Linked DNA regions of Mus musculus: regions 1 and 3 are each linked to region 2. The links are chromatin contacts, called in public Micro-C and promoter capture Hi-C maps. All regions are on one chromosome and are shown on one strand. The core of a region is the stretch at or near the end of the contact, and the rest is flanking DNA. Distances in the headings are between cores, read along the strand shown. Region 1 holds the start of Dusp11 (dual specificity phosphatase 11 (RNA/RNP complex 1-interacting)). Region 2 holds the start of Egr4 (early growth response 4). Region 3 has its middle 21 kb from the start of Tprkb.

Region 1 (3,593 bases), core at 156-2,655, 450 kb after region 2:
TGGAACCTAGTGTGACAGACCATGACAAGAAGTTGGCTTCTTATTCTTTTTTTTTGTTTTTATTTTTCAAGACAGGGTTTCTCTGTGTAGCCCTGGCTGTCCTGGAACTGCCCCGAAGGTTTTTATTCTTAAAGTCAAGCTTTATCTTACATCTATGAGCTGTCTCACAATTACTACTTGATATTTATCTTGCTTTATCTCCACAAATAAGCAATAGCTAAAATTATTTTTAATTTTTAGTTAACAATTTTATATCCAATAGATAATTTAATAATGAAATAAGCTACATTAAAATATCAATAAACAATTTATTTATAACTTACTTATACTTTACTTAGTAATTAATAGTTAAATAGTTAACTATAGAAGGTATGTTAAAAATGGATTGTCCAGTGGACAGACAGCTGTCTTCTGCAAGCTGTCAGGCAAGTTCTACACTGGGATGATGTTGGAGGTTAGCTGACAGGATCTAAAGATATCCACTCTGGGAAGGGAGAGAGGCCATCACGTCCATCCTGAATTTTAGATAGTGCTCATTTGTAGACATAAAAAAGAAGTGCTTACTGAAGTCCGGGAAGTCGGGGCAGAGCATTCTGTCGATCCTGAGTTTTAGGTATTGTTTATTTGTGGAGATTAAAAAAAAAAAAAAAGGATTTGATGAATTCTAGGAAGGGGAGAGGCCGGTCTAGCCACGTTTTTTGTGGAGATGAAATCGGAGAGGGGAAGCAAACAGCCGCAAGTAAAGGGTTCATTGCACCAGTGAGCAAAATCCTAAAACTAGCCCTTGGCCCAGGCAGGGTTAACTCCCTCAAAGGACACCTCCGCTTTCCGAATCCTGAAAGCAAGAGAACCCCTCGAGCCGGTACCGAGTGAAGGGTGTCGACAGCTCGGGCCGGATCCTGGCACAGCGCCTACACAAGCAGAAGCCTGTGGCTTCGGAGATCAAGGGACGCCTCAATACAGGCAGCCGCGCCCCACCGCGCACTTCCGCCCAGGCCCGAGCTCCACAGAGTCCTGTCGGGACAGACCCAAGACCCCAGAATGCGGGGTGGGGAGGTGTGGTGGGGTTCGGCGCGGAGGACCCTGGGAGGCGGCGGGGCGCGAGGCCAGGGAACACTCGGAGACTCGAGGCCACCGAGGCAGCCGGAACGCCAAGCCCGGAACCAAAGCGCTTACCTTTCGGGGATGTGGTTTCTGCCCTTCTTCTTGGGTGGGGCACAGGCAGCAAAGTCCCGGCCCCGTCCACGACCATGTCGGCCATAATGCTGGTTCATGTGGGCGCAGAGATGCCGCCCACCCAACGCCAGGCGTGCCAGAGCGGCCAAAGTGGCGACTTCAGGGAGGCCAGAAGAGGCCGCGGGATCCAGAGGCGCCCGCAAAGGAACGCGACGCGTCGACGTCTCGCTAGGGCGCATGCGCCTTGCCCCGCCGTGCTGACGACACACGTCGCACTGAAAGTAGGGTTTGTCAGCCTGCCTTCGGTTTCGACTGTGCTGCACTTAGCTGGAGGCCGGTTTTGTAGCTATGTGAATAATTGCTAGCGCTGTAAGACCCCCGATGCTGGGCCTCTGCTCAAGTCCTGGGATGAACTGGCCAACACCCCAACATCTCGAGAGAAAAGATGCACCTGATGCAAACTGCAAGAGGTTTTATTATCAGCTAGCTGAGGAGAAGTCCCTCTGTCGTGCAGGGCAGAGGAGTTCAACCCCGAGCGGTGACATTAGGGGACTTTTAACAGCTAGCTGAGGAGGTAGGAGGAGTTGGGAGGAGAGTTGGGAGGAGTTGGGAGGAGAAGTGGGAGGAGTTGGGAAGAGCTCTTCTGGGCGTCCTTGGTGAAATTTACAAGGCAGGAGTGGGGAGTGAGTTCTTTCTGAATTTTTATCTCCGTGTCCTCGGCACAGGAAGGCAGGCATCTCTGGTTGTACAGTATAGAAACAAAAAGGCTTTTTGCTGGCTATAGAGAACAAAGAGCTTCTTTCTAGCTGTATTTTTAAAGATCAGGGAAAACAAGCTTGGGGAACATCCAGGGGCTTTACCTTCCAGGGAGAAACGCTCTAAGTTGGGGTCTCATAGCGCCACCCGAACTGCTCCAAATGAGGAACAGACAATCCAGCCCCAACCCTCTGATCCCTGCATTCTTCGTGAACGTTGTCAATTGTTTACATTTTGTATATACATGATATTTGCTTTCACACGGGTGTATCTTTTTTTTCCGCCAAAAAGAAATAAATCAAAAGTTTTATACAACATATTTCTCCTTATTTGATATATTTAACATATTTCTCCATCCATATATGTGTGTATAGTGTCACAGGCAGGGAAACATACATATTCTTCCTAATTTTGAATGACACAGGACACTTATTATAACCAACATAATTAAAAATACCAACTTTTTTTTTTCTTTTTCGAGACAGGGTTTCTCCGTGTAGCCCTGAATGTCCTGGAACTCACTCTGTAGACCAGGCTGGCCTCGGACTCAGAAATCTGCCTGCCTCTGCCTCCCAAGTGCTGGGATTAAAGGCATGCACCACCATGGCCCGGTCCAACTTTTTTTTTTAAGATTTATTTATTTATTATATGTAAGTACACTGTAGCTGTCTTCAGACACACCAGAAGAGGGTATCCGATCTTATTACAGATGGTTGTGAGCCACCATGTAGAAATGAAATTGCTGGGATTTGAACTCACAACCTTCAGAAGAGCAGTCGATGCTCTTAACTGCTGAGCCTTCTCTCCAACCCCCCCCCCAACTTTTTTTTTTTTTTTAAACCATTCCAATATTGAAATTCCTCTACCTGTTTGGAGTTTTTTTGTTTTAAGGTAAGTTCTCATTATGTAATGCTCTGTGATCTGGAACTTGCTTTGTAGAGTAACCTACCCTTGAAATCACAGAGATCGGCCTGCTCCTTTTTCAGCTCTAGAATTAAGGGTATGGGCCACCTTAACCTGATTGGAGTTTTTGTTTGGTTTGGTTTGTGTTTCTGATCTACTATTACAGAAAACACTGTGGTGTGAACATTCCTATAGGTGTATACTGCATCTGAATACCTAGACAAGAAATTACTGGGATGAAATACACTTTTAAAAAAGCAATTCATTCTATTTGTCAAAAATGCTGTCAGCTCACCTTTCCATCCACAGCCAGTTTTACTGATATCGCTTTGCCAGGTGTCACAATAGCTGTGGACATCATGGCTTTATATTTTAGCAAGCACCAAAAATAACCCTGAAATAAAAGAGGAGCCCAAGTCTGAAGTTCCTACACAATCTCAGGACCCGTGCTTGCCGGGGACATCTGAATCGTACAAGTGGAAGACCAAAGTACAGGGAGGTCATCTGCAGAGAAGTGGACTAAGTCCCAGATTATAGAAATTTATGACAGCAAATTTTAAAATAAGCTTAAACTTTTAGTTTGAAATTTCTAAATGTAGCTTATATTTATTTTTCATAATATTTACAATAATTGTAAGGTGAGTATTCTGACAATAATGCTTGATAAGTCAAAGTGTAATTGCAAGATACATACTTTTTACCTCTGGATTCTAATGCCTGCAAGGCTTATCCACATTCTCCTATGGAGTTGTCTGATG
Region 2 (3,952 bases), core at 1,446-3,945:
TCCAGAAACACTGCTAATCCTTAAGTCAGCAGTGAAGAAGTACATCAGTTCATTCTCTTATATTTATTAAATGCCTAATGTGAATCACAGTGTCTTGTAGGAGTGTTTGTCAGTAATGTCGGAGGCCTGAATCTCACCATGTGGGTATTTCCTGTCTCCTGGCATATACTGTCCTGGGAGTGAAGTTAAAGAGATCACTGTTAGGAGTTTTTACAAGGCAGATTCGGTAAGCTTTTAGCACAATAATTTTAATTGCAAAAATAAACAGTTTTGTCAAATGCTTGAGAGTAGCGTCTGCTTTACAAAAAATGAACAACAAAAAGGAAATAACCCCAAAGCAAAAACATCACATCCAAAGACTTGCTGTACAAAGTTCTTAAGAGACCGGCTCGGTACATCCCCAGCTTGTCTCTGGGGAGGGATAAAGAGGAAGGCGTGGGGCGTACGCCAGTTACAAAAACACTTTCTTCAGTCCCAAGGAAGTGCCTGTTCTGTGGGTGGACCGAGAGGACTGTCCCCAGAGAGGCTGGCTGGAGGAAGGCGGCTCCCGAACAGCGGGCGCTGTCCGCGGAACCCGTGCTGAAGGGCGTGAGCGGCGGGCGCTTCGGGGGAAACTGGAGCTGGACTGCGGGTGGCCCCGGACGTGCGTGGAAGAGGCAGGGAGGGCAGCGGGGAACGAGGGACCGGCCGGACCGTGCCGCGTGCGCCGAGCACCCGGCGCCCCCGACCTACGGGGCCAGCTCCGGTTACAGCGCGGCGAAGGAGAGGCCCAGCGAGTAGAAGCCCAGGCCCTTGAGGCGCTCCTCCGCGCGCGCCTTCTGCTTTAGGTGCACCTTGCTGTGCCGTTTCTTCTCGTCACTGCGCGCGAAGCGGCGGCCACACACGTCGCAGGCGAAGGGCTTCTCGCCCGTGTGGGTGCGCACGTGCGTGGTGAGGTGGTCGCTGCGGCTGAAGTTGCGCAGGCAGATGCGGCACTGGAAGGGCTTGTGGCCCGTGTGGATGCGCAGGTGGCGGTTGAGCTCGTCGGAGCGCGCGAAGCTCCGCACGCAGCTCTCCACCGGGCAGGCGAAGGCCTTGACGTGCGGCCGCGGGCAGAAGCAGCGCGCGCTGCACTTGCCGCCCCGGCGTCCCTTGCGTCGGGCTTTGGCCGCGGGGAAGGATGCGGCGGGGGATGAGGGCGCGGCCACGCCGCTGCCCCCCGGGAGATCGGCCACCAGGGGTTTGGAGAAGTCCGCCGTGGCGGCACCGCGCAGGCCTAGAGGGGACAGCTGCGCCGGAGGGGCGGCCAGGAACTCTCCGCCTTCGCCGCCGCTCCCTCCCTCCCCGCCGGGAGGGGTCAGCAGCGCCGGGAGGCCCTCGGTCCCCTCCCCTAAGTCACCTGGGGCCAACGAGAAGGTGTCGTAGGCCCCTGCCTGGTAGAGTCTGGCGGCCGGGCCGGGCAGCTCGGCGGGGCAGCTGATGGACAGCAGGTCCTCGACCTTGGTCCCTACTGCAGAGAAGCGGGCCTCCGGGGTGGTCTGGAAGCTCCCCTGCGACCCACAGTTCCCCGGGACCCCGGCCGACAGCAGCTCCCAGGGGGCATAGGGCCCTTTGAAGGCTGAAGCAGCAGCGTCCAGCGCTGGCGAAGCGGGAGGCGCCCGCAGCCCTGGCTTGACGTCGGGCGGGGAGAGCTGGGGCTCGAACAGGCACTGCGAGGGAGCGCCCGCCGAAGGCGCTGCCTCCCAAAACGCCTCCGGAAAGGCGGCCGAACTCAGATCTGGGGAGTAGAGGTCCGGCAGCAAGGCATCGGGGCCCGCGGGGAAAGGGACATCCAGGGGGGACCGAGACGCTGCCGCCTCGGGACCGGGGAAGGGTGCCAGGCCCAAGATGCCAGACATGAGGTTGAAGAGGGCCTCCGGGTCGTGCGGGTGTTCGGGAACCGCCTGGATGAAGAAGCTGCCGCTGTAGCTGAGGCCCGAAGGGGGCGTGGGTGCAGGGCCCTCCAGGAAGCAGGAGTCTGTTAAGTCCCCCCCGGCGCCGCAGCTGCTCAAAGCCCAGCTCAAGAAGTCGCCTGCCAAAGGAGGGACCACGCATCAGCCCCGCACACCTCAAAGGGCGTGCCTCGGAGCCTACAGCTGCGACCCCCTCCACCCGAGTCCTCCTGGCGCAAGGCACCCGCAGAGCGCCTCGTGCACTTCCGATCCTGCAGCAGAGGGACCCCCACGGACGCCCCAGGGCGCGCACACCCAAGGCTCCCGCACAGGCGCCTGTGGCCTTGGTGGGGGTGGGAATGGTACTGCGCGCTTGGGGACCCCCACCCCCCACCCCGCGCGCCTCTCCTATCACCCTTCATCGCGTTCAGAGTCTTCGAGCTCCCAGACCCGCTCCTTACCTCCAGGATACGCGGCGGCCGAGGGAGCGTCCCTAGCAGGCAGCCGGGGCAGCTCGGGGCTGGCGTGGGCGCAGCCTTCGGTGGGCTTGGAGAGAAGCGCGTCGGAGCCGGAGAAGTCGCTCAGGTGGAGCATGGCGCGGTGGCGGCGGGGCGCCCGGGGCCTCGCTGGACTGGGGCGCGCGCGGCTGGCAGGGAATCCGGGCGCCCCAGTTCCAGGCTCCGGGCGCTTGGCTGGGGCACGAGGGTTGGGGGGCCGCGGCGCCCTGGCTCACCGGCACCTGCCTCGGGTGGCGGCTCCTGGCTTCTCCAAAGTGCAACAGGGCTCCCCCAACCTACAGTCCCCCCACTTATATAGCTGCGGCGGCGCTGGCTCCGGGCTTCCGACTCCCCGGGCCACTGCCATTTCGGGAGGCCCCGGCCCTGGCGCCGTGACGTAAATGACCAAACATGGACACAGGATGTATGCCGGGGACTCCCGAAAAGGAAAGCTCGGCCTGTGACGTTGCTGCCGCCGCCGGGCTCGCGCCGCTGCGTGCGCGCGAGTCCCCAGAGCGTGGAGCCTCGTGTGCGTTGGGCCACGGGTGCGCCCCGCAGGGGCTGAGCTCCGTGTGAGCACCCGGGATGCGCTTTGCCCTCCAGTCCGTAGAATTACTGGTTCGAACCTGCCGTTTCCCACTTAAAACGTTTGTTCCCACCTAATACCAGTTTGTTTTTTTTTTTCACCTGTGAGCTTGCTAAGGAGAGAAATAACAAAATAACATGAAGTCCCGGGAACACTTAGTAGCCCTGAAATGGATAACAGCACTTAAGTTACAAGCAGGATTGAGTTGCATGAGGACCTGAGTCCTGAAAAAGCCAGATGTGAAAGCACTGGGGGTGTGGGGGTGGGGATGTCTGAGATAAGCAGTTCCTTAAAGATTGCCTTTATTTAGGTGTGTTTGTGTTTGCTTCCGTTTTAACATTTTACTGTGCTTTGAAAAAATTATATAAAAATCGTCATAATGAAAAATTTGATGATGGAGGTGGGCGGGATCAACTAGTATACAAGAATATTCCTTTCTTTTTTGAGACAGGGCCTCACATGCAGCTCTGGATGACCTGGAACTCACTGTGTAGACCAGGATGACCCTGTACTTAGAGAGATCCATCAGCCTCTGTCTCTGCCTCCTAAGTCCTGAGAGATGATATCCTTGGTATGTCATCATGCCAAGTTGAGAGTACATTCTGAAAATTAAAGGTTTCTCTTGCCTTCACTTTTTTTTCTTGAGGTAGCCATGTTGACATTTCTTGAGTAGTTTTGGGGAAAATGTTTTTGTCTATACAAACATTCAAACTGTTCTAGAAATATTTTTTTTTTCACTAAAACTAGCTGAGAGATTGCATCATGTCTGAAGACAAAGACCTATTTTCTAAGGCTATTTTCTTAGGCTATTTTCTAAGGCTGACTGGTTCTCCATGGCACAGGGAGACCCTGAATAAGCGTTGGATTGGTTCATATCCACGGACACATAGGTAACTTCCAACTTTTTTTTTTTTTTGAAATGTTGATGTCATTATCCTTAACTGTATAAATGTGAACAT
Region 3 (3,532 bases), core at 673-3,172, 420 kb after region 2:
TGGAAATGAACAGTCAGTACTGGCTCCCAGGAGGAACCCTGTCATATAGCTAAGTTAGACATAAAGACAAACACGATTCTCAATTACTCGAGGGCTTCTCTGTCCAAAACACTGTGGGCCTAGTAGGTTTATTGTTTGCAAGAGGAACTTTTTTTCAGTATCGACTATCAGCACTAACAGTGCGCCTAAGATTCATGTGACCTGTCCATTATGACACAGCCCAGATAGTGAAATCTATATCACCTTGAGGTGCGTTTAGGGCAGAAATGACAAGGAGTCAGCACCATACAGCTAGGGATACAGCTTCATAGATAGGGACCAGCCTGCAGCCCAGCATCTAATCCACGGGTTTTCAACCTTCCTAATGCTGTGACCCTTTAATACAGTTCCTCACGCTGTGGTGACCCCCAACCATAAAATTATGGTAGTACCACTCCATGACTGTAATTTTCCTATTGTTATGAATTGAAATGTAAATATGTGTTTTCTCATAGTCTTAGGTGGGCCCTCTGAAAGGATCTTTCAACACTAGAGGGGGTCACAGCCCACAAGTTGAGAGCCACTGATGTAGGCTCACCCAACGTTGGCTCTGCAGATGTGTACTTACACAAAGCCCCAGATTCAATCCCCAGACTGCCTTCCTATCCCCCCAGACCAGACCTGTAATGCTGATAGCAATGGAAACTGCAAAGGCTTCAAATTAAATCACATGAATGCAAAATGTGTGAACCACAAAAGCACAGCAAAACCGTGGAATTTTTCTCTCATTTAAGCAAGACAGAGAGAACTTATTAAGCAAAAAAGAAAGCTTTTGGTCACTGAAAGGTGATCCAAAATTGTCGACTATTTTATTGTTGTAATTCTTTGGATTTTGTGAAGGTTTTATCACGTAGCTCAGGCTGGCCTGTAACTCAACACACCTCTTGTTTCTCCCTCCTAAATACTTGGGACTACAGCCATGGAGCACTAACTATAGTATTTTTTTTAAAAAGATGTATTTATTTTTATATGAATTGGAGTTTAGCCTGCATGTAGGAGAGAACCAGATCCCCTGGAACTGGAGTTAGAGACAGCTGTGAGCTGCCGTGTGGGTGCTGGGAACTGAACCTGGGGCCTCTGGAAGAGCAGCCAGTGCTCTTAACTGCTGAGCCATCTCTCCAGCCCCAACTATAGTATTTTTAAAAACCTGTACACAAAGAAAAAATATTGAAGAGAACAAATACCAAAGTCAAATGTTCATTTCTGACTTGCTGGAATTGCCTAAGATTTTTTAACACAAAAGGGGCAGGGTCTATTTGTAAATAGTTTCCTGATACACAATATCAGGCCACCAATATACAATTCTAGCCTATCGCAGTGGTCACAGGGTCCTTCAGGAGGAAGTCAGGCTGAAGCTAAAGCACTAACTTTATGTCACTGGGACCAGCATGTAGAGTCTGGACCCTGCCTGACTCCTCTCCAACCCGGATGGCATGGCCTGCCCTCGGCTTAGGCTGGTCAGGCTTTCCAACAGGGCGTCCCTACTACCCTCAGGGCTTCCTGCCTGGGTCCCTCCTGCCAAGGCCGCTCGCTGGCCCCGGTAAAGCCTGGGGTGGAGGCGACTCCGCTCTCCGCCACGCCTCCCTCCCAGCGCTGGGCCTGGCTGTGGCTGTGCGGTCCGCACGCGGCTCCTCCAGCCTCAGCCTCGGGCATCGCCTGCAGGGGGCGCCCCGGCGCGCGCAGCCGAGCGGCCTTCCGTCCGGAGCCGCGCTCCTGAGACCATGTCGCTCTCCACCGGGGCTCGCGACAAACACGGGCAAAGGCACGCGTACTTCGCCCGCAAAACTGTCCGCAGGGAAAGAGGTGGGGCTCCGGCTGGGCGGAACCCACTTTCATTTTGCCGCACGGCTTAGATGATCGTTCCCCGGAAGCAAACCCCTCCACGTCCAGAAGCGCTGTCTCTGCCCAAGTGGAGGTCAACATCGGGAGAGTGCTTCCTTCCGCTGACTCCTCCCTGGGAGGGCAGAATGTGCCAGCAAAGTCTAGTTAGAACCTTCCTGCGGGAGGGATCCTTGGGTGGAGACTGGAAGTTGAAGTCAGGTTGTAAAGTCTACTGATGGTTTATGGTAGATGTTAATCACTTTCTTACTGTGATAAGAAGAGTATTAACCTAAGCAAAGTGAGCACACTTTTTCCATTACTGGAGAACCCACGATCAGTTTTCACTTTGCTCCCATCAGTCACTGGAAGCACCCCTGGAACCCAGAGCCTCCCTCAGTGACTTGCATCCGGGACTTACCTAACAAAGTTGATCTTTATATCTAGAGTGGGTTAGGAAGGTCGTGTGTGATCCTTGAGCCTCCCAGGCAGACGAAACGTGCCATAACTTGTTTTCTATTTTCCTTGGCTGGCGTTTGTCTTTTATCAGTATTTTGTTTGCATGGCATGGAAGGTGTCTGGTGATGCGTGCAGTAAAGACAACGGGAAAAGTGGGAACGCCAGGCTGCCAGTGTTGCTCTCCTAATTAGGACAGTGGAGAAAGTACACCAGAAAGGGCTGTCTGAATCAGTGACTGGAGGAGGTCGGCAAGGGAGAGCAGCACTTCGGGCAACAGTTTTAGAATTCTGAGAAAACTGGCTTGCAGGCTTACAAACCGTGAGTGGAACCCTGAATTTTATGCTAGTAGGTAAACACTCTACCACTGAACTACAACCTCATTTTGCTTTTAATTTTTACATTCATTATGACATGAGCCTGGCACGGTGGTACAGTCTAACCATCTGTACATCTATACAGTATGCATCTATATGGACTGACATCCAGAAAAAGTAATGAAGAAAACCTAGTTAAAAATGCATTATAAGCACTTAACAAAAAACAAAATAAAACATGTCATAGGAAAAAAAAAACAAGTCATATGAAAAGAGACTCAACCTTAGTCATGGATGAAGTAAAAATTCAAGAAAAGACATTCTACACAAATAGATTTATCTTAACAGAAGAAATGTAAAACTAGTGTCAAAGGACTCAGCTTCATATATTGAAGTTCTCTGTGTAAAATGATAAAAGCACTTCACAAAAGTTTACTGCTTTAGAGTTTTGAAGTGAGGGTTCCTGTGGAGGTCAGAGTGAAAGCCAGGTGTGAGTGGAAGCAACAGAAGGAGCTGCTCGTGTTTCGGTCCATGGAAAGGTCAGCTTGGTGCTAGCAGTTACAGGAGGCGTGAACTCTGCTTTATAGAATGTGGATGCTGGACACAGAGCTGTCATCTTTGACCAATTTCATGGAGTACAGGACATTGTGGTAGGGGAAGGGACTCACTTTCTCATCCCTTGGGTACAGAAGCCAATTTTCTTTGACAGCTGCTCTCGACCACGGAACGTACCATCACTAGTAGCAAAGATCTGCACAACGTCAACGTCACACTGCTCATCCTCTTCCGGTGGCCAGCCAGCTTCCTCGTATCTACACCAACATCAGCCAGGACTATGATGAGCAGGTGCTGCTGTCTTATCACCACGGAGATCCTCATGTCAGTGGTGGCTTGATTTGATG

What was found. Promoter capture Hi-C pulls out the DNA fragments that hold promoters and counts their contacts. A called contact is a pair of places that touch in the nucleus more often than the background predicts.
Region 1: a contact with region 2 is called in a promoter capture Hi-C map of hippocampal neurons, with 4 times the contacts expected there. The contact joins the promoter of Dusp11 here to the promoter of Egr4 in region 2. A contact is called at or near these places in 13 of 39 promoter capture datasets (the 3T3-L1 cell line, 3T3-L1-derived adipocytes, the HPC-7 cell line and 8 more), 1 of 484 Hi-C or Micro-C datasets (embryonic stem cells), 10 of 115 datasets of contacts at active chromatin or transcription factors (the NIH/3T3 cell line, embryonic forebrain, embryonic limb bud and 4 more) and 1 of 9 other capture datasets (pancreatic islet).
Region 3: a contact with region 2 is called in a Micro-C map of embryonic stem cells, with 3 times the contacts expected there. The contact joins the enhancer-like site here to the promoter of Egr4 in region 2. A contact is called at or near these places in 2 of 39 promoter capture datasets (frontonasal cranial neural crest and maxillary cranial neural crest), 1 of 484 Hi-C or Micro-C datasets (embryonic stem cells), 2 of 115 datasets of contacts at active chromatin or transcription factors (embryonic forebrain and forebrain) and 1 of 9 other capture datasets (adipose tissue).

The regions. Positions count from the first base shown.
Region 1 is chr6:85,960,262-85,963,854 of GRCm38.p6, forward strand. It overlaps Dusp11 (dual specificity phosphatase 11 (RNA/RNP complex 1-interacting)), which reads right to left and starts at 1,406. Exons shown (of 9, transcript NM_028099.4): 1 at 1,177-1,406. The coding sequence starts at 1,274.
Region 2 is chr6:85,510,894-85,514,845 of GRCm38.p6, forward strand. Egr4 (early growth response 4) reads right to left here and starts at 2,696. Exons shown (of 2, transcript NM_020596.3): 1 at 2,372-2,696; 2 at 228-2,050. The coding sequence starts at 2,504. The coding sequence ends at 747.
Region 3 is chr6:85,935,294-85,938,825 of GRCm38.p6, forward strand. It overlaps the pseudogene Gm7542. Among named protein-coding and RNA genes, the nearest start is that of Tprkb, 21 kb to the left of the region's middle. Within about 2 kb of position 1,923, at least 366 of the 459 cell types and tissues checked have an H3K27ac peak or open chromatin away from gene starts, as enhancers often do. A contact at or near this core is called in adipose tissue, embryonic stem cells and forebrain, where this site is marked.